Linked DNA regions of Xenopus tropicalis: region 1 is linked to region 2. A link is a contact called in public Hi-C data. All regions are on one chromosome and are shown on one strand. Each heading gives the region's core, a stretch centred on a gene start, on an enhancer-like site or on the middle of the called end of the contact. The rest is flanking DNA. Distances are from core to core; before and after follow the strand shown.

The links. Hi-C and Micro-C count contacts between places; a contact is called where the count stands out from the background.
Region 1: a contact with region 2 is called in a Hi-C map of gastrula embryo, with 2.6 times the contacts expected there. The contact joins the promoter of pcyox1l here to the promoter of csnk1a1 in region 2. A contact is called at or near these places in 4 of 5 Hi-C or Micro-C datasets (brain, gastrula embryo, liver and 1 more).

The regions. Positions count from the first base shown.
Region 1 is chr3:40,451,633-40,456,612 of UCB_Xtro_10.0, reverse strand. It overlaps pcyox1l (prenylcysteine oxidase-like), which reads left to right and starts at 2,198. Exons shown (of 6, transcript XM_002939107.5): 1 at 2,198-2,410; 2 at 4,350-4,556. The coding sequence starts at 2,230.
Region 2 is chr3:40,283,324-40,288,266 of UCB_Xtro_10.0, reverse strand. csnk1a1 (casein kinase 1 alpha 1) reads right to left here and starts at 3,054. Exons shown (of 10, transcript NM_001001221.2): 1 at 2,597-3,054. The coding sequence starts at 2,719.

The sequences.
Region 1 (4,980 bases), core at 949-3,448, 170 kb before region 2:
AATGTTGGTCCACTCCTCTTTGCAGATCATCTCTAAATCCCTAAGGTTTCGAGGCTGTCTCTGTGCAACTCTGAGCTTGAGCTCCCTCCATAGGTTTTCTATTGGATTAAGGTACGGAGACTGACTAGGCCACTCCATGACCTTAATGTGCTTCTTCTTGAGCCACTCCTTTGTTGCCTTTGCTGTATGTTTTGGGTCATTGTCGTGCTGGAACACCCATCCACGACCCATTTTCAGTTTCCTGGCAGAGGGAAGGAGGTTGTCGTTCAGGATTTCACGATACATGGCTCCGTCCATTTTCCCGTTAATGCGAATAAGTTGTCCTGTGCCCTTAGCAGAAAAACACCCCCAAAGCAAAATGTTTCCACCCCCATGCTTGACGGTGGGGACGGTGTTTTGGGGGTCATAGGCAGCATTTTTCTTCCTCCAAACACAGCGAGTTGAGTTAATGCCAAAGAGCTCTATTTTGGTCTCATCAGACCACAGCACCTTCTCCCAGTCACTCACAGAATCATTCAGGTGTTCATTGGCAAACTTCAGACAGGCCTGCACATGTGCCCTCTTGAGCAGGGGGACCTTGCGAGCCCTGCAGGATTTTAATCCATTGCGGTGTAATGTGTTTCCAATGGTTTTCTTGGTGACTGTGTTCCCTGCTAATTTGAGGTCATTAACTAACTCCTCCCGTGTAGTTCTAGGATGCTTTTTCACCTTTCTCAGAATCATTGACACCCCACGAGGTGAGATCTTGCGTGGAGCCCCAGAGCGAGGTCGATTGATGGTCATTTTGTGCTCCTTCCATTTTCGAACAATCGCACCAACAGTTGTCACCTTCTCTCCCAGCTTCTTGCTAATGGTTTTGTAGCCCATTCCAGCCTTGTGCAGGTCTACAATTTTGTCTCTGACATCCTTGGACAGCTCTTTGGTCTTTCCCATGTTGGAGAGTTTGGAGTCTGCTTGATTGATTGATTCTGTGGACAGGTGTCTTTTATACAGGTGACTAGTTAAGACAGGTGTCCTTAATGAGGTTGACTAATTGAGTAGAAGTGTCTAACCACTCTGTGGGAGCCAGAACTCTTAATGGTTGGTAGGGGTTCAAAAACTTATTTCACTCAATGAAATGCAAATCAGTTGCTATCTTTTATTTAAAGTTATTTTTTCGATTTTCCTTTTGATGTGCTATCTGCCACTGTTAAAATAAACCTACCATTGAAATGATACTGTTCTGAGACTTTTCATTTCTTTGTCATTGGACAAACTTACAAAATCAGTGAGGGGTCAAATAATTATTTCCTCCACTGTATATACCATCCCACTGTAACATTCCATTTCCTTGTGTAGCTGTGCTAGATTAGTTATCCAGTATTTACAGCTGTCAGGGACAAAAGTTCAGCTAAACTTCTCCAAACAGCTGTTAAGTGCAAGAGGTGCATAGAGTTATTATGCTGGCTGCTGATATGAGTGTATATGTATTCTCTCTATAGCTGGCATTCAAAGGTAGAAACAGCTAAGTATGGGCCCCAAATCAACCAGGAAGCCAGAAAAATATCCTATGGCAAAGGACAGACAGTCACAGATATTTATACCCCCTGCAGAGGCAGCAAAAGAGCCACTTATTGTACAGCGCTGCGGAATATGTTGGCACTTTATAAATAAATGTTAATAATGTTCAGGGCATAAGGGGTTGGTTAAAAATCACAAAGATTTGGTTTCTAGTCCGTGATGAGTCTGAAAGCACAATGATGCACCGTGAATGTGATGCTCACCCATGAGTGCTCATGGGATACAGCAGTGTACCTGGGTGTAAGACAGTTGGACTAGATCACACAATGGCACCATTGCTGGAAAGTGTGATATATATATATATATATATATATATAGTCAAGTCCTTGAATCTCTTATCTAGTCTCTACATAAAGCTGTAGTGTTATAGTAATAAATGGGCACAAGATATTACTGGGGAAGAGAGAAATTGTAACATAACACGCCTGACGGGATTGCGGTGTGAAAATAAATCAAAATACAAACTATAGAACTATAACATTTTCACATTTCCGATGTTATATTACGTTATTTTCATGAGAAAATATTTCTTGTTATAAGAAATATATCTTATAAAATGACATATAGAAAATAGTTCTACAAGAGCGACGCAGCATCCCAAACGCCTAATCACGTTCAGCTGGGCTACTTGCGATCACCCACAGCTTGCGTTTCTGGCCTCGCTTTGGAATGCGTAGCTTGCGAGGTAATGCGTGTGTTCCAGGCCTCTGTCGCGATGAATGGCTTGACAGGCGAAGATGTGGTATGGCTTCCGGAGGCTCCATCCACAGAATGTCCCTGCTTATAACGCTGACAGCTTTGCTTTTTCAGCTTTGTGCCGGACAGCCGCCGGAGTCTCCTGGCAGGATCGGTAAATGGAGAAGTTCTGCAGAACTCTGCTGTTACTTGTAGTGTAGCTGGGAAATGCCTTCATGAGGGATGCTGCGAACTGACAGCATGGGGCTCGCCCTGCCTTCATGTCTGGGGTGCTGCTAGGAGTTGTATTAAACCATAACAAAAACGCCAGAGGCTGTATTTGCATTGATGTTTATAAACAGAATGGCAATGACTAAACTTTTTTTTAAATAAACACGCCTGGCGCAGATGTGATGGCTTAATTTAAAAGTCTTTTATTAGAGAAATATAATTTAAGGTTCATAAGCTGGTGATGAACTACACCCCCCTTCTAGCACACACATCTGGTATCCAAATGGGTTTAATAGCTGTATGTGGCATTATCAGTGTGAGGACTGGCCTTCATATCATTGGGATCGTTCTTCCCTATTAATGACATTGGCAACTAAAATCCTATTTGTCTGTTTTGGCAGCAGAATACTAAGGGGCTGATTTACTAATCCACGAATCCGAATCCCAAATGGGAAAAAATCGCATTGGAAACTAACATTTTGCGACTTTTTCATATTTTTTGCATTTTTTTTCGTAGCCGTTACGACTTTTGCATAGCCATTATGACTTTCGTGAATTGTCGCAACTTTTTCATAGCCATTATGACTTTCGTGAATTGTCATGGCTTTTGCATAGCCATTGCGACTTTTTCGTATTGAGCGCTCGAAAAATTTGCGACAATTCGCGGAAAAGTCGCAAAATATCGATCATTAAAAAAAAAACGCATTCGGGCGCTTTTCGGACGTTCGTGGATTAGTAAATGGGCCCCTAAGTATTTGTCCCTTAGGTCACAGGTTGGATAACACTGGGGGCCCATTCTCAGGGTACTACCTGCTCCATGTGCCACATTCATTTTGATATATAAGTGACTGGAAGCAATCATTTTGGTGCTATTCATAGGTCAATCATTTTCCATCTTATTTAAGACAGGATACAGGTTGGGCCCATATGTATATGGGGTAATCATCCAATAGGAAACTGCAGTGCCTCTGTACTGGTGTCCTCTACTTGTGTTGCATAATATCTATAAAACATTCCCTGTGGGGGCAGCCATGCAAACAAGTTGCCAAATTTACAAGTGAGTTGCTTTACCAAACATGAACCTGCATAGCAGACTGCCCGCAGTATGTGAGAAGTTACCATGATGTCTATCACATTAAGGGCATGCACACACAATTGCTTCTAAGTGTATTAAAGGAGACATATCATATAAAAATTAGGTATTAATGTACCAGTGAATTATACTCCTAGATATAGAAGGATTGTTTTTGAGAAATTACACCAAAACCCTACTAGTCCCGCCCATCTGTTCCACTTTCTGCTGGCTGTATTCTCTGGACGTGCAGGGGGGCCGGGGGCACTCAGTACACTGCAGTGTAGGATAGGAACCAATCAGCAGCTAGGCTGACCTGATAGGGAACTGAAGCCTGTCTTTGCTTGTGTGAGTGCAGGGCTGTGATTGGCTATCCCCCTCCTACTGTGCTTCTGGCGGAGACCGTTAGGACACGCCCACCCCTCATTTGAAACACAGACAGAGAACGGATAGGATCTATAGGGAGCTCCAATAAAGGGGCCATTGTTACAGATAGGATTAATGTTTAGCCCAAAGGGAAACCAGCACTGTATATTATTCATAATTACCTACAAAATTAGGGGTTTTTCATTTATCCAATATGTATCCTTTAAAGCCAAAAAACCTGCCCCAATCAGGACACCAGGGGCAGTGTGCTGTATTTTCAGATCTGATAATTGAAACAGAATAAATGTAACTGCACCAGGCCATGCAAGAATTGCATGTCATATATATTTATAGTTTCTTTTGCGTACAAATAGCTTTGGACAATTTGAATTACAGAAACAAACATTCTATTCAGTATTGTTAGCGTCTCCTTTCTTTCTTCTAGCTGTGATAGGTGCTGGCATTGGGGGTTCCGCAGTCACACATTTCCTGCAACAGCAGTTTGGTGCCCAGGTGCAGATTGATGTATATGAGGCAGATAGAGTTGGGGGTCGTCTGGCAACAACAACAGTGAATAACCAGCAGTATGAATCAGGCAGCCCCGCTATCCATTCACTGAATCTCCACATGCAAGGCTTTGTCAAGCTTCTCGGTAAGTGTCAGCTTATACTGACTGCAAAAATTTTTAAGGGGAGTATATACCATGTTTATTAGAAGTATATCTAGTATTATCCTTTATTTATACACCCTAACATTAGCAGTACAGCATATATGGACATAAACCAATAAAGGTTTCATAAAAGATTCTTTCTTTGTATGGGTTCATAATGACATATTGCTTTTACTTGCATTCTCCACAAAATTCAGCAGAGCTGCCCCTCCTGCGGTTATACAAATAGAAATATACATAGCAGAGGAAAGGATATAGATTGCTGGAGACTTAAATTCCCTTATTTTCTTGGCATTGGCAATGGCAGTAGTTGTTGACACTGTGAACTTTGTGAAATGTTGTCAGGTTTGAGTAAATTGGGCATTTAGATTTCTACACTGTGCAACTGCTCTTTTTTCCTACCACC
Region 2 (4,943 bases), core at 1,805-4,304:
CTTAATGATTTTTTAGTTCTAGAAAGGTGAACCACCCCATTAAATACTATTGTGCCTCTGGCTCTTATGATGCACTGTGCTTACACACAAGCTAGGTTGCACCAACCAATCAAGGAACAGAGCTCTGTCTTTTACTGCCATAGGCTTTCCTTGTTTAGTTGAATATATTTTTACATGTCAAAAAGTGAGCACTGGTTTAAAAGCAATATTTCTTGAAATGTAGATGCCTATTCTATAAAATTCCCTTGATAGGTCACTTAAAAGGATATTTATTGTCTGCTGGTTATCAGAAAAGTAACAATAACATTTTTCAAGTAAAAAATCTATTCTACCCCGCTCCAATAATTAATTATTTCAAGTGCTTTATTAGAAAATACCTTGTAAAACGTTGCATCCGGTCATTTCAAACACAAAGATCCAGAATCCACTATGCGCCGATCGACATCTTCTCCTAGTCCGGAGTGGGACTAGGAGGAGATGTTGATCTTTGCATAATGGATTCTGCATCTTCTGGATTGCCGTATTTGAAATGACCGGATGCAGCGTTTTACAAGGTATTTTCTAATAAAGCATTTAAAACAATAAACGTTGGGAAGGCTAGGTCAATTATTGGAGGAGGGTAGAATAGATTTTTTACTTAAAAAAATGTTAGTGTTACTTTTCCTTTAAGCTTGCTTTCAGACATTAGTTTCCCTTTAAGGAGCACTGTTTTTTTTTTTTTTTTTTTTTTTTAATGGGGCTACATTTAGCTTTTTTTTTTTGCTCAATGTTCAATGCACTGGCTTGTACAGAACATATTGTTTCAATCACAAAAATGGTTGTTTGTTGAGCTAAACGGACAGAGCCTCCTGCATGTTTGGTTCTTGAAATATAGAAAATTATATTCCCAGTACACAACTCATTAAACAAGGTTATATTGCCCCTTCACGTTCTTTGTTCTGAAATAGGGTAAAGTATTCCCAGTCAATGTTTCCAAACGTGCAAAAAATTTCTGGGCTCATTTAACTTTAGGAGTTTTAAGTGACAATCACTGCTGCATTTATAAAAAAAAAAAAAAAAAATTGTCAATCTGTTTTGGGTGTCACTTACAAGGTTAAATTAAGTAACGCCAGAGTAAGTGTTTACTTGAATCCCTTTACTTTTTCCCTACTTGTCTTTATAGGCAGACCTTCCCTTTTTTATTCTTTCATTTCAATATTTAAACCACTACCTAGTGGCTAAGATAAATAACTACAGCTGCTTGGAATTTAATTTTAGGTTTTGTTGAGAATATTCAATTCAACCCTTGACAAATACACTAAAGGGATATATTTAAGGAAAACTGTCACTTTAATGACAACAACAGCAATGTTAACTTAGAAGAGTCTCTGCAATAACTTTTCATAACCAATAAAGGGGATCAATGATCAGTATGGCACTGGGGTGAGGTTTTAACAGTGCTGATAAAAAGCCACTACAACTTTGAATTTTTTTCCCCGTGTTACCAGTTTTCCAAAACTACCTCACCCCAAAAACATTCAGGCAGGTTAAGTGGCTTTTGACAAAATTGACCATAGTGCGTGTATGTAAATGGGATAAGGATGTTAGGTTGTAAGCTACTCCGGGGCAGGGACTGATGATGCAAATGATGTAAAATCTCAGTAAAGCGCTGTGGAAATGTGTCGCCGCTACATACATACCAGGAAATAAATTAATGAAAAAGCAAAGTGTTTTGTTGACCCACCGGTGTGGGTTAGGTGTGCTGGGTTTACTTGGATGGGTTGAACTTGATGGACATTGGTCTTTTTTCTACCCTATGTAACTATTCAAAGGTAGGAATGTAACCAAAGCCATTTCCTAACTGGAAACCCACTTGAGGAGCCATTCCCTCATACCTTAAGCCTGTATGATTGATCATTATTGTCCATATATTAATATACACAGAATAAGTTGCACTTGTGTCACCTATTTAAGAGCCACCTACAAAAAAAGCACTTTTTATCCTTTCAAATACATAATACACTGTCAGTCTTGTAGGATGAAAGGGTTTAAGCAGAGACAGGCAACTCTTTACAGGAGGGCAAGAGCTCTAACAGATAGCAGTGTCTGCTAAAATGGCCACCAGATTACAAACGCACAACATTACAGAGATTGGGGGGGGGGGGGGGGGGGACACGCCAACCAGTAATATCAAATGACCAACCACAGAATTGCTTGATGGGGGGGGGGCCTCTAAAATATCGAAACATCGACCAAAAAACACTACCGAATGACGTAGAATTTATGACGCCACTACGTGTTTACCGAAACCAAAACGTAGGTGGAATTGGACCGAAAAATAAAAGTAATTTCCCAGCAGCAGGATTAGAAATGGAGGAACTATCACGCACAATTATTGATCAGTATATCGGCAGTCAGCAGCATCCCATGGCCAACAGGGGGGCCGAACAACCGAAGGAATCGCCTACTTTTGCTTCTCACTCGGTTCCTGACCCCAAACTCCCAGAAGCCCCCGCGGCCAGCCAGGAACTCCGTGTACGTTCCATAGAACCCTCCGGCTTCGCCCCACCCCGGTGCAGCGCCACAAGCCGCGTACACATGTAATAAACAAGGTTACCTCGCCATTGGTGATATTGATCGCCAGGTAAATGTCTCCAAAAGAGCCAGATCCGATCTTCCGCACAAGCTTGTATTTCCCACCGACAATAAACTCAGCTTTGGAGCCGCTGCTACTCGCCATGATCCGGGGTGGAAGGGGGAGGGATCCCCAGCGATAAAGCAGAACAATTACAATGGAGTCAAACAGAGATATGCGACTAGTAGTGAGAACAGCAGATCCTTCGGCTTAGGGACAAGAATATCCGCGTTCCCTGGGTTCTTTGTTCGGTGTAAGGGGGGTCACCGGGCGCCCGTTTCCGTTCTTTCTGTACAACCCCCCACTTCTTCTCCGCCCCGAATCCCCTCTCTCGGAGCGGTGTGTACCTCTGATGGCTTTCCGACCCTCAGTCACACGCTCATCTATCGACTTCCCACCCTCTAATACAACCGCAACCCCTCTCCTGCTCCTCCTCAAGCCGCCATCTTGTACTCTCTTCTTCCTGCTCCCCCCTCTAGCAGTCTCTCTCGCCACAAAATGCCCTCCTCCGCCCGCGCACTGAACTGTGGGTACTGGGCTAGGGCTGACGCATATTGTGGGCGGAGCAAGTTGCTACGTCTCTCGAAGACGTAGCGTCCCTCCCAGACGCCTTTCGGCCATTTGTAAACAGGATAATGGGACGCTCGATAATATAAAGCTTGCTGCATTAATAGGCATAATCTACGCAATGCAGCATATAGGTTAAGATGCATTTTCGTGCGTTTCGAAGAAACACGATCCTATTTCAAATACATATCAACTGCTTCCCCTCGTTAAAGGACACAATTATAACAACCACCTTGTCAGTTCTTGACCTTGACGGTATTATTGGGCTACCATTCTCAGTGCTCTATTTTTTGAAGTACTGCAGTAATTATCTGCCAGCATGAGGCGCTTATGCCACGTTATGTTCCGCTTTTGAGAAGCTTAGAAACAAAATGGCGCCTCATTTCCCGGGTACAATATGGCCACCCGTATTAGGAAGGAGTGGGTGTTAATTGCTCCAGGGCGCACAGCGTTGGGACTATAGATGTCTCACTGCCACTCCCCATTGCCTTGGTAACTGGGCGGGCCAACACGCAAGCCCCGGGCATTGTGCTTCCTAGGAACGCGAGTGGTGACGCGATTTGCACTTGTTTGTGGCAGCTGTAACTATATGTCCGCCCTTGCAAGTTGCTGCTCGTTATAAGCCAGAGAACGAAGAAAGGCGTCTCTTGGCCACACTGAAATCTTTATATATGAGGCCTTAATAAAGATTAACGATACCAGTGAATGTCTCATAAAGAAATCTCTCGAAAACTTTTTTTCTGTTTACAAAAATCAGTATTCCAATATATAGCTATAAAACTAAAAATACAAAATACCCTCTATTTCTTCCTAAACATAATAAATATTATAATTATAATGAGTTTTTATATATATATATTTTATCCCACACTGCGCTTAAGGGCTGTGGCACACGGGGAGATTAGTCGCCCGCGACAAATCTCCCTTGTTGCGGGCGACTAATCTCCCCGATATGACATCCCACCGGTGAGAATGTAAAACGCTGGTGGGATGGCAAACGCGGCGCCGGTGATTTGCCGAAGTTGCCTCAAGGGCAGTGATTAGTTGGCGCGCATTAAATCTCCCCACAATGCCATCCCACTGGCTAGAATGTAAATCGCCGGTGGGATGGCATACGCAAAGTCGCTGAAGTTGCCTTGTGAGGACCAATCTCCCTGTGTACCCCTGCCCTTAGGGTGAAGACACACGGAGCTACTAGTAGCAGCTACTTGTCGTGGCTACTAAAAAAAGACAATGCTGATCATTTACTGATAATTGTCTCTGCATGTGTCTTAGCAGAGGCAATTCTCACTATTGTCTCTGGCAGGGTATTTCCTGGAGTTTAGTAGCCTTAAAAAAGTAGCTGCTACTAGTAGCCCAGTGTGTCTTCACCCATACAGATATTTTAGGGGCATCTGATTTTAAAGGTATGCTAACAACCCAGTGCTATGATAAAGACTTTAAATGCATTGCTTTTGCTTTTCAGCCACACGTCTGGGAATTGTCATACTGGAAAAAGATGATTGCCTAGAAAAGGATTACATGTAATATATTCCAAATATAGGCCTGAGGTGACCTAACCTCCAAATGGCTGCAGCAGCCTGTGTGGGGTTTCCCAAATGTTTGCAGCTCAGTACCACTCTGTGCAATCAGCAGGGCACCACCTGCTTTAGACAGATCTCCCGTCATACTGTCTCTCAGCTTATGAGTCAGTGAGCAGCCTGGTGCTTTCAGACAGCTGAGCTCCTGCTCCTACCCACCTCCTACTTTCTTTTTTGGCAGC